3 separate regions of the Macaca mulatta genome follow, and regions 2 and 3 are each linked to region 1. The links are chromatin contacts, called in public Hi-C maps. All regions are on one chromosome and are shown on one strand. The core of a region is the stretch at or near the end of the contact, and the rest is flanking DNA. Distances in the headings are between cores, read along the strand shown. Region 1 holds the start of DHRS12 (dehydrogenase/reductase 12). Region 2 holds the start of ATP7B (ATPase copper transporting beta). Region 3 holds the start of WDFY2 (WD repeat and FYVE domain containing 2).

Evidence for each region. Hi-C and Micro-C count contacts between places; a contact is called where the count stands out from the background.
Region 2: a contact with region 1 is called in a Hi-C map of fetal cortex germinal zone, with 2.4 times the contacts expected there. The contact joins the promoter of ATP7B here to the promoter of DHRS12 in region 1. A contact is called at or near these places in 2 of 14 Hi-C or Micro-C datasets (fetal cortex germinal zone and fetal cortical plate).
Region 3: a contact with region 1 is called in a Hi-C map of fetal cortex germinal zone, with 3 times the contacts expected there. The contact joins the promoter of WDFY2 here to the promoter of DHRS12 in region 1. A contact is called at or near these places in 4 of 14 Hi-C or Micro-C datasets (CD4 T cells, fetal cortex germinal zone, fetal cortical plate and 1 more).

What each region holds. Positions count from the first base shown.
Region 1 is chr17:31,030,121-31,033,367 of T2T-MMU8v2.0, reverse strand. It overlaps DHRS12 (dehydrogenase/reductase 12), which reads left to right and starts at 1,348. Exons shown (of 11, transcript XM_002808146.4): 1 at 1,348-1,479. The coding sequence starts at 1,424.
Region 2 is chr17:31,247,800-31,250,858 of T2T-MMU8v2.0, reverse strand. ATP7B (ATPase copper transporting beta) reads left to right here and starts at 1,599. Exons shown (of 23, transcript XR_013407653.1): 1 at 1,599-2,007; 2 at 2,478-2,582. ALG11 (ALG11 alpha-1,2-mannosyltransferase) reads right to left here and starts at 1,477. Exons shown (of 4, transcript NM_001190890.2): 1 at 1,434-1,477. The coding sequence starts at 1,477.
Region 3 is chr17:30,811,367-30,814,474 of T2T-MMU8v2.0, reverse strand. It overlaps WDFY2 (WD repeat and FYVE domain containing 2), which reads right to left and starts at 1,455. Exons shown (of 12, transcript XM_077973835.1): 1 at 759-1,455.

The sequences.
Region 1 (3,247 bases), core at 99-2,598:
CGTATGCAGCATGCTCAGGTTCACCTGGCTAATGCAGAGAGCTGGGTTTCCAGCCACATTTTTACTTCAAGGGGCCGCTGACACCCTCCAAGAGACGTGGTGGTTCAAAACTATTTCTCATCCCCGCTCTGTGAGCCAAAAGCCTATTTCCTGAGGTGGTCAGAGAGATTCAGAGCAGACTGACACCTTTTCCATCACTGACACAAAGAGGAGTGTATTAAAAACAGTATGTAGCCCTGGGGATCTAAAATTTGGCTTTTTGGAGCCAAATCGGACAGGCATTGAACGTCACACGAGGCTGGGTGGTTTTACAAAACGCCACTTGTTTAAATTTCATCACTCTGTCAGGAATAACAGCAACGTAGTGGAGCCTCAGAGTCCTGTTCAGAGGGGCGAGCTGTTCTGGGGAAATTTATTTCAAAAGTTATTCTGAAGTAAAACTTGCCCACTGCGGGGTGAGGTTGGACAGTGATCCTATATCCTAGGTAATGAGGCTATGAAAGCAGCTAGTCTGTGTTCAGCTTATGTAAGTGGGACCCAGTCTCTGGGCGACTTGGGTAAACCGGTATAGAATTTAACAGGGTGACTAGCAGTGACAGCAGCAGTAAGACCCCCATTTCTAATGTGGCGTTAGGGCTGGAGATTAGATGTGGACAGGGGTGTCTGAGTCCTACATAGCGGGGCTGGAATGGGGCTGGATTACTAGTCTGAGATCTGGGTTCATGCAGCAACCACACTTTTTTACTCACACTGTTCATTTGGGCTTGGGTGGAAGGAGGCTGATGAGGATTTGGGGGAAATCAAGGGGCTCTCCCTGGCACTGCATGAAGTCGCAGAACCAGTGGCAAAAGTTCAGACTTTGGAGACAATTACTTCTCGGGTGGGAGCCCCAGCCCTGCCTCTTGCCTGCGATGTCGCCAATCTGACTGCGCTTGCTGGAGACGGGAAATGTGGCAGGGCACTGCATCCCCCAACACATGTAGGAACTTAGAGAATGCCAGTTATTACAATAACCCTTAACACCAATTCGATGCAGAAGTCTTTTAAATATCGTAAGCCTCGTCGTTTTATTCCACATGGTTTTCTAGGTAACCAAATTCTCGGAGGTGCGTCGCATCCCGGCCATGCCCAGCAGGACGGTGTTCTCTAAACGGCACTGATGCCCGATTTCAACCCCGAGGAGACTGCGGACCTCGACTGTGGCCCCCACGAGGGCCGGTCCGCCCTCACTCCACCCTCTGAGGCTGGGGCGGAGTCGACCGGCCGGCCCCGAGACCCCTCGCCTTCCTTGTGGAGCAAGGTCCCGGAAGCCGCGGCTCTTACATAACCGGGATGATGTAAGGGCGGGCGACTCCCGCGGGGCGGGACCGGGGCGGAGGCCGCGCCGGGAGCGCGGAGGGGCTCGGCGTGCGGCGCGCCCGCCATGTCCCTGTACCGCAGCGTCGTGTGGTTCACCAAGGGGCTGCGCGAGGACACCAAGTAAGGCGGCGCGGCGGGGCGCGGGCCCCGGGCCCCGGGCTGTCACGTGGCCCGCCTCGGCGCGGGCTAGCGGGGTTGGCGGGGACGCGCCCGCGGCTCCTTCGCAGTCTCGCTGGGCCGACTAAGCGAGTCCAGAACGACTGGGGCGCCTGCCCTCTACTGGTCCGCGGCTGGGCGTGGGGCGGTCGCCAGACTCCAGCCCCTCAACGCCCGCAACCGAGACTGGCGCCCGAGGGGCGGGACTGTGGCGCGCCCAGGCCCAGGGCCGTCCCACTGACGTCAGGCGGCCCTGGAGCCAACGAGACTCCTGGGCGTCACCTCGGCGCCCTGCGGGGTGTGCTCCTGGAACTGTCTTCGTAGTGCTGCTGGCGGCGTCAGATAGGGCTGGATCTAAATCGCTAGCCCAGGCTCTGTCCTCGTACCTTTGGGTGTGTTTCCTTTAAGAAGATGCGGCACCTGGACTGCGACCTTTGGCTCCAGCTGGAACTTTCCAGCCTGGGTCTCCAGCCAGTGTGGCTGTGCACCCAGTGTGTGCTTCTGGGGAACAGTGCGTGGTGGTTTTGTCGCCCCGTGATCACGCTCAGTGTGCCCTAGTTGGCTCTCCACCTCATTGTTGTTTTAAGAGGTGACAGGTTCCTGTGACGGAGGACAGATGGAGGTTTTCTCTTGGGATTAGGCTAACCGCTGGTTCTCAACCCTGTCTGCACATCAGAATCACTGGGCGAGAATTAAAAGTACCCAGTTTTCAGCCTCCGTCCCTACAGATTCTGATTCAGTGGGTCTGCACAGGGGCCTGGACTGGCGTTTCACCCAAATCCCCAGGTGATTCTCACCTCTGAGAGGCTTCTCCCGTCACTGGGGCGTTATCAGTTCTCACGGCAACCTGGCCAGCATTCCTAGGGGAGGTAGGAGTTGCAGCTCCCTTCTCTTCACCCCACATCGTTTTGGGGAAAGTTCAGCTCTGCCTCAGGAGCCCCTGCTGCAGAGAATGGTGGGGAGTGTAGCCGTGCGCCCTGTCCCACTGTTTTTAGGGGAGTACAGTGGCAGCCTCTTTCTTTCAAAGGGGTGTCCTCTGGCAATGACCATTAATTGCTGGATCTTTCCACATTATACAGCATGAAAGCTTGCGTCAGTTTCCAAGCCGGGGTGGGCCCCAAGGAAAGCAGGCTGTAAAAATCTCTCTGAGGACTCTTTCTCTCTGTTTCCCCGCCTTGAGGGAAGGTAGAAGTGAGGCCAAGGGGCCCAATTCACCACACATTGGTGGGGGAAGGGAGGGGAGGGGAAGGCAGCTGGCAAAGTTAGATGGGTTTTCCTGTTCTTGTAGATTTAGTGAATGGGACAGAAAAACAACAACCTTATTTTGACTTCAGTGTGAGAGCGCGGAGTCAGAGTTTACAGCGTTTCTCTTGGCACAAGGATTTTTATAAAGCCTCCCTTTATTGGGCTCCTAGGCAGGAGGATCTAATCACTGTTTCCTCGACTTTGCTGAACCTAATAATTCCCTGGGGCAGTTTTAAACAGACTTCTAAACCCTGGGCAAGTGTGGATGGGTCCTAAGCAAATTCCATATTTGGGTAAATTGAGGGTGTGGGGAGACACAGATACCTGCCAGCTTCCCCCTCCCCATCCCTGTCACCTCAGGTTCAGGAAACAGTAAGTACAAATGCCCTCTCAGCTTGAATCAAAATCATGGGCAAGGCACATGAAACCGCAGGTTGCCAAGCAAGCAGTTTTGAGTCAGTAGGCAGGGCATTTCCAACAGGTTTCC
Region 2 (3,059 bases), core at 350-2,849, 220 kb before region 1:
TAGGCAAATATTACCTTAATGTTATTACAAAAACAGATTTGTTGAGGACCCATTGAAGGGCCTCGGGACCTGCATGGTTCATGGAACACAATTAAGAACCACTGCCTTAAAGGACGAACACAGTCTGACAAAAGTGGTAAGATTTACCATTTATTTAACATTTGGAATGTATGAATTAATAAAAGCAACACTACAGAGGACAGTTTGTTTTCTCAGGACAAGCTTTCAAAAGCTTATTTAAAATGCAGCTACCCCATAATGAAAAGACGTTTCTGGCAATTCCTTCAAATAATTTAGGTGGGAAAATTAATGTGATAGGCTTTTCAAACTGAACTATTAAACATTTAACTTAAAAGCTGAATAATGACTAAAGTTAAACCTGTCCTTTAAGTCTGGTTAGTGAGTTTATTTAGCCATTATAATGTAAAGCACTGAGGAATATTCCCTATGGCAGGGAAGAACCAAAAGGCTCTGATAATAGACTTTCTCATTCAAAATGTTTAAAGTAATGATTACAGAATTTGAAGTAGAGGGGACAAAAATGAAGAAGTGCCTGAACTTTTGAGAGAATTAGGTACATACTGCTATTCAGAAAGCTATGGTGTTAATTATAAATTTTCAGCCTGAACAAAAATATGTAGGTGGTAAAAAAAGCTAGGTAGGTAGAATATACTAGGCTTTCTGTTTTATTAGTGGAGGGCAAGGCATTTAAAATTCAGTAGTACTACAACAACAAAGGTGGAAAAAAGTATGGGAGTTTTTTCACCAAAATGTTAACAGTGGCTATCTCCGGATGGTAGCACTCCGGGGGGTTTTTCCTTTTACTCATCTATTTGCTAGATTCTTTTTCTAGAAGAAACAGCGTATACACGTAATACAAATAAAATAATATTTTATGCAACTTCTTACATCAATCATAAAAATTAAAATAACAGATTATCAAAAAGCAGAGGATTCAACATAAGCTTTATATTGAAGTGACGTGTTAACAATGGCACTTTTGGTGAGTTTAAGAGGAGAAACTAAGAGATGAGAAGGAAGATCCGGTTTCTTCTTTACTGAAGAGAGACATGATAGATTGGAAAATGTCTCGTAGCTCAATCGTAAAGAAAAATGAGGAATGAATATGAATAATTTATGACAGACTAACTGGAGTGTGAAAGAGAAAGAAAAAGCTGAAGCAGGAAAGGTAACTCGACCACTCAGCCAACAGTGAAACAGAAGAAAACGCGGTAAATTGAGTTTTTAAGACCTAGTCTGTTCCAGTCTATATAGAACACCCCAAAGAAAAAGGAAGACTGCTCATTGGCCTGAGAAATTACCTTAGATTCATGACAAGGAAGGCCATTTACTCGCAAAATTTAGCCGCACTGGACGGGCAAGTATCACTACAGAAGAGAAAACGTCTGTGAGCCCCACGACCGGCTCCTCACCTCAACAACTTGCACAGGTACCAGCTCCTTTCGCCGTCCGCCATCTTCCGCCGACCCCCGAACTCAGGAAACGCTTCACTTTCCTCTTCTCTATTGGCTCCTGAGAAAGCGAGCCATGCTCGCTCCGCCCTCACGGGCCAATTGCGCGTTACAATTGGTTGCTGGTAGCCGCTTCCCACGGCCTTCCAGCCAATAGAATATGCCGAGACGTAGACTAGTGTTCGGCCTGGCGCACACGGCACCCGCCCCCTTGGGCGGGACAGCAGCGGGGGTTGGGCTCAGGAGGGCGTGGCCTGTGATTGACAGCCGTCGCTCCTTCCCTTGCCCCTCTCCCCAACTGGAAGCCCCCGCCTGGGCGCCTGCGCCCCTCTCTGCGGCCCAGAGCCCGTCGCCCGTTGGAGGCCATTGGCTGGCCTTTGCGCACCGCGGATCGATTTTCCAGGTGCGGAGTTCACTGTCGCCGCGGTTGCTTCCTTTGGGACCCGCGGCGCCCGGCAGTCAGTCGCAGAGTCCGAGGAGGGGGCAGCGCAGAGCGGACCCGACGTGGCGCCACCCGGCACCTTCCCCGCAGACGGTGGGTGAGCCTTGCGAGCTGCGTCTGCTGCCCGGCTCTGCGCCGCTCACCTGCCCTCCCCCTCCCGCACACGCTTGAGATCCCAGTACAGTGTCGGAGCGCACCAGCGCGAGGTGACTGAGACTGCGGAGGAGGACGGGCCTCCGCCCTGCGGCGCCGGCACGGCAGAGGACACTTAGGCACCGGCGGGGCCGGCAGTTCCAGGGCGGGCACTCCCAGCCCCCTGGGGAGTGGGCGAGGGTCCGAGGCCCACTCTCCCCTCGCGCTCTCATCCGCACGCCCCCAGGTCGGGAGGACGGCGGCGCGCAACTTTGAATCATCCGTGTGGCGAGGGCTGCAGCTTCCCCGGTCCCTAATTAAGGGGCGGTTCCCGGACCCCTCTTGGCATTAGAGCCGAGCCGCGCCGATGCCCTCGCGCTCCGCGCATCCCCTCCCCGGATTTTAACACCACACTGTCCTCTGCCGACCAGGTGACCTTTGGCTCTGAGCCGGATCAGAGAAGAATTCGGTGTCCGCGCGGGACGATGCCTGAGCAGGAGAGACAGATCACTGCCAGAGAGGGGGCCAGTCGGAAAGTGAGTTTTGTTACCCCGCTCCCGCGCAGCGAGCTCACTCCCACCAGGAGGACTTCCCTCCCCGTGTCCTACGCTTACTCGACCCCAGGGGGTGCGCAGGCAAGGCCGAGCCAGACCCCCAGCTCCAGGGGCGTCGTGGCGTGGGAGAAAAGGACACTTTAGAAAAAGCGTGCGGTCAACTGGTGTTTGGGAACGATGGAAAACCCCACACCTCAAAATGCATCTTTATGCTTTTAAGGGATCTGATGCTGGAGAGGTAAAATGAGCATCTAGTTGCTGTGCTAGAGCCCTAATGGCTCAAAACGATGAAGTTAGTTACCTGGAGAAGTTACTCAGAGCCTGGTGCTTGGACCAGATATGGTATATCGAGGCCCTGGAACTTTTATAACTGTTTTAAGTTCATTTTAATTGTACAAGTAATACATTAAAACAACCTTTTAAAAATGCAAACAGCACAGAAATATTTTGCACGAAAAG
Region 3 (3,108 bases), core at 206-2,705, 220 kb after region 1:
CAAACCTATCAAGCTCAATTTTTGAGGCCACACACTATGCAAAGTGCTGAAACGACTATAAAGACAGCAATGAGCACTTTGTTGCTTAGCCTCTCAATTTTGAGAGTCACCAAGAAAGGACGCTTTACCTCTGCATGATTTGAACTTATATTAAGAAAACCTACCTACTGTAAAACCCCTGTGTTATGTTCCTCTACGGTGTTCTTTTTTAAGAATGCTTATATGGACTTTAGCAAAGAAACAATTCCAGATAAATTATCATAACACTATCTTCAAGCAACATTCCTCTAGAAATTAGCTTCATCAGCTTTATTTCTGCAATTATTAAAGGACACTCAGTTAAAGCGAAAACGCAAAACAGGGAGAATATGTGAAGGCAGAACAACTGGTTCCACTTCTGCAAATTAAGCAAAATTAAGTAAAAATAAAGGAAACAGGCAAAGGGAAGGAACTCAAGAGCTATTTGCAGCAGTGATCCGTTACAAGTTCTACGTGCTTCTCCTTGAGTTCCAAGAGATAAGGAGGGGAAAGGAGAGAAGGCACCACACAGAAGCCTAAACTTACTCTTGGCACAACTTAGAATATTCATTGAATTCAGCCTAAGATGTCTGGGCTATCTGGATTCGGTGGGAATGCCTGGGAGAAGGGAGTGGCATTTGCTTTCTCCGTTTGAAACCCTGGGAGCTGTAGCAGAGAGTACCCCAACCTCTTGGTTATCTTGCAGAGGAGGCTCAGGGCATCGTTTCCCAAGCACACACCTGCAGGGCCGGGCGGCTTCTCCCTTTTTCTCTCCTGTCCTCAGGGATGGACCAAAGTCCCGCCGGCGCACCGTTACCCCGAGGGCCACCTGGCTCCCGCAAGGGTGAAGCCGGAGCGCACTCCGCCGTCCCAGCTCCCGGAGCCACGCAGCGGAGGCGGCGCGCAGCTGGACACCGGCACCGCCAAGAGGCGCATTACAGTAAAACTTGGGGGAGCAAGTCTACACGCGACGACGCGGAGGCACAGCCCCTGACGCGGGCTCGGGGACCGTCGGCCCGTCCCGCCCCTCCTCGCGGCAGAAGGGCAGCAGTCCATACCTGTCCTCCGAGACGCTGATGACGCCCTCCTCTTTGGGCACGATCACGGCCATATTCACCACCTCCTGGGACCCCTCCATCCGCTGCAGCAGGATCGGCTTGCGGGTCAGAGGCTTGGGCTGGATCTCCGCCGCCATCGGAGGAGGGGGCGCGTCTTGGGCGCCGCCGCCAATCGCGCCGCGGGGCCGGGCTGAGGAGACTGCTGGGGCACGGACACAGGTTGAGACAGAGACTCTGGCTGGCCGGAGCGGAACGCCGGAAACCGGCGAGCATAGCCTGGCCTCCTCTCTCGGGAACGACTCCGCGCTCCCTGCTTCAGGCACCAAAACCGCCACAACCGGGATGCAAGCCGGCGCCACTACCAGAGGAGGGGGCGGAGAGCCGGAGGGGCGGAGCCTTGTGGGCGGGGCCTGCCGCAGGGGGGTGGCCGCTGGTGGGCGCGAGGGCGGGTCCACTTCCGGGAGGGTGGTGAAGGAGGAGGGGAAACCTGGAGCAGGAGGCGGGGATCTGGTGTCCCAGTGCGCGTGCGTCAGTCCCCCTCGCCCATTTTCCCCCCCTCCCCTCCGCGGCTCCCCGGGCGCTGCAGCACCACTAGGACGCATGCGCTTTCCGTTCCCCGCGGTCTTCTCTCTGCCTCCCACACCCAAGGTTTAGTCCCCTCCCTCTTTAACCTCCCGTGAACGCGCGTATACACACCCCTGGGGACGCGCTTGCCGGAGGCCACGCCCCTTCGAAATTCCCTGAAAAGAGGGCGGAGGCGGGGCGGGGAAAGGAGCGCCTCAGCAAGACCGGAAAGAGAAGAGGCCTGCAGGAAGGAAAGAAGCCCAATTAGTTGGGACGTGACTGGGCATGCGCGCGGGGTACCTGGCCTAGCTGTCTTAACAATGAAGCGCGGCGGGAGGCCGCTTACAGCTCCCAACATGTACCAGGCCCAAGCTGCCGGATGGCACCCAGTGGCCTCCTGGGAGTCGTAGTTTCTTGGAGCCTCCGCCCCCTTGTCCTGGAATGACCTATCGCCCACTTCTCTGGGCTGTGGGCCTGGGGAGCTCAGCGGCCTCCAGGGCCATTGGCCAAGTCAGGACCTGGACTTGCCTCTGTGGGAACTGAGGAGCAGCCCCCAGCTGAGCAGGACGTCACCACTCCTAGGATCAGGCTGATGCTCGGAATAGTGGCACGGAAGGGACATGGAAAGGAGAGAATCTTTCATACAGATATCTTCAAGGGAGCTCAGAGATCATCTGTGGTGTCTATCGCCTCGTTTTCTTAGATGGCTAAATTATTCAGCCAAGGTTACTTTAGTGCAAAGTTAGGGCTAAACAACCCCTCCTTCCTTCCAGACTTGAACCCAGTCCCCTAGTGCTGGCTTCTTTCCATTTCCCCAGCAATCCAGCCTTTTTAACTTGCTCCGAACACAATGGACAGAGTTACTGTAGTTACTGAATGAATGTTAGGTGCCTACCACAAGGCCTGGCATGTGGGGTTGATCGTGAAGACTAAGCTCCGATTTTTTGTCTTGCCCAAATTCCTATCTAAGGGGTCTGGGGAGTCATGGCCTACAAAAACCATAAATTCTCATCAGATGGGTTTTGACCGTGTATATCATGACTTACTTTCCAATCGGACTCTGGCATAACAAGGAAGAAAATCAAAATGTTTTACCCCAAATGATATTTCATTGCCATACCTTAAAATTGCCCTGCAAAGTCTCTTGTGGGAAAAATCCACGTTCTATATCCCCTTTCGCCTTTGTTTTCCTTCCTTCCCACACCCGGGAGATAACCAACTAAGAACCAGGCATCCTTTTAATCTGGTAAGGAACATTTTACAACCTGCTCTCTCTAAACGCTGCTATCTAAAAGATTCCTCTGCACAATAAAACTTGGTCCACAATCCTTTACCTTAACCTGAACATTCCTTTCCATTGATCCCAGGTTTTCAGATAAACTCAACCAATTGTCAACCAAAAGATGTTTAAATGTACCTATAGCCTTGAAGCCCCCGCATTAAGTTGTCCCGCTTTTCTGAACCAAAC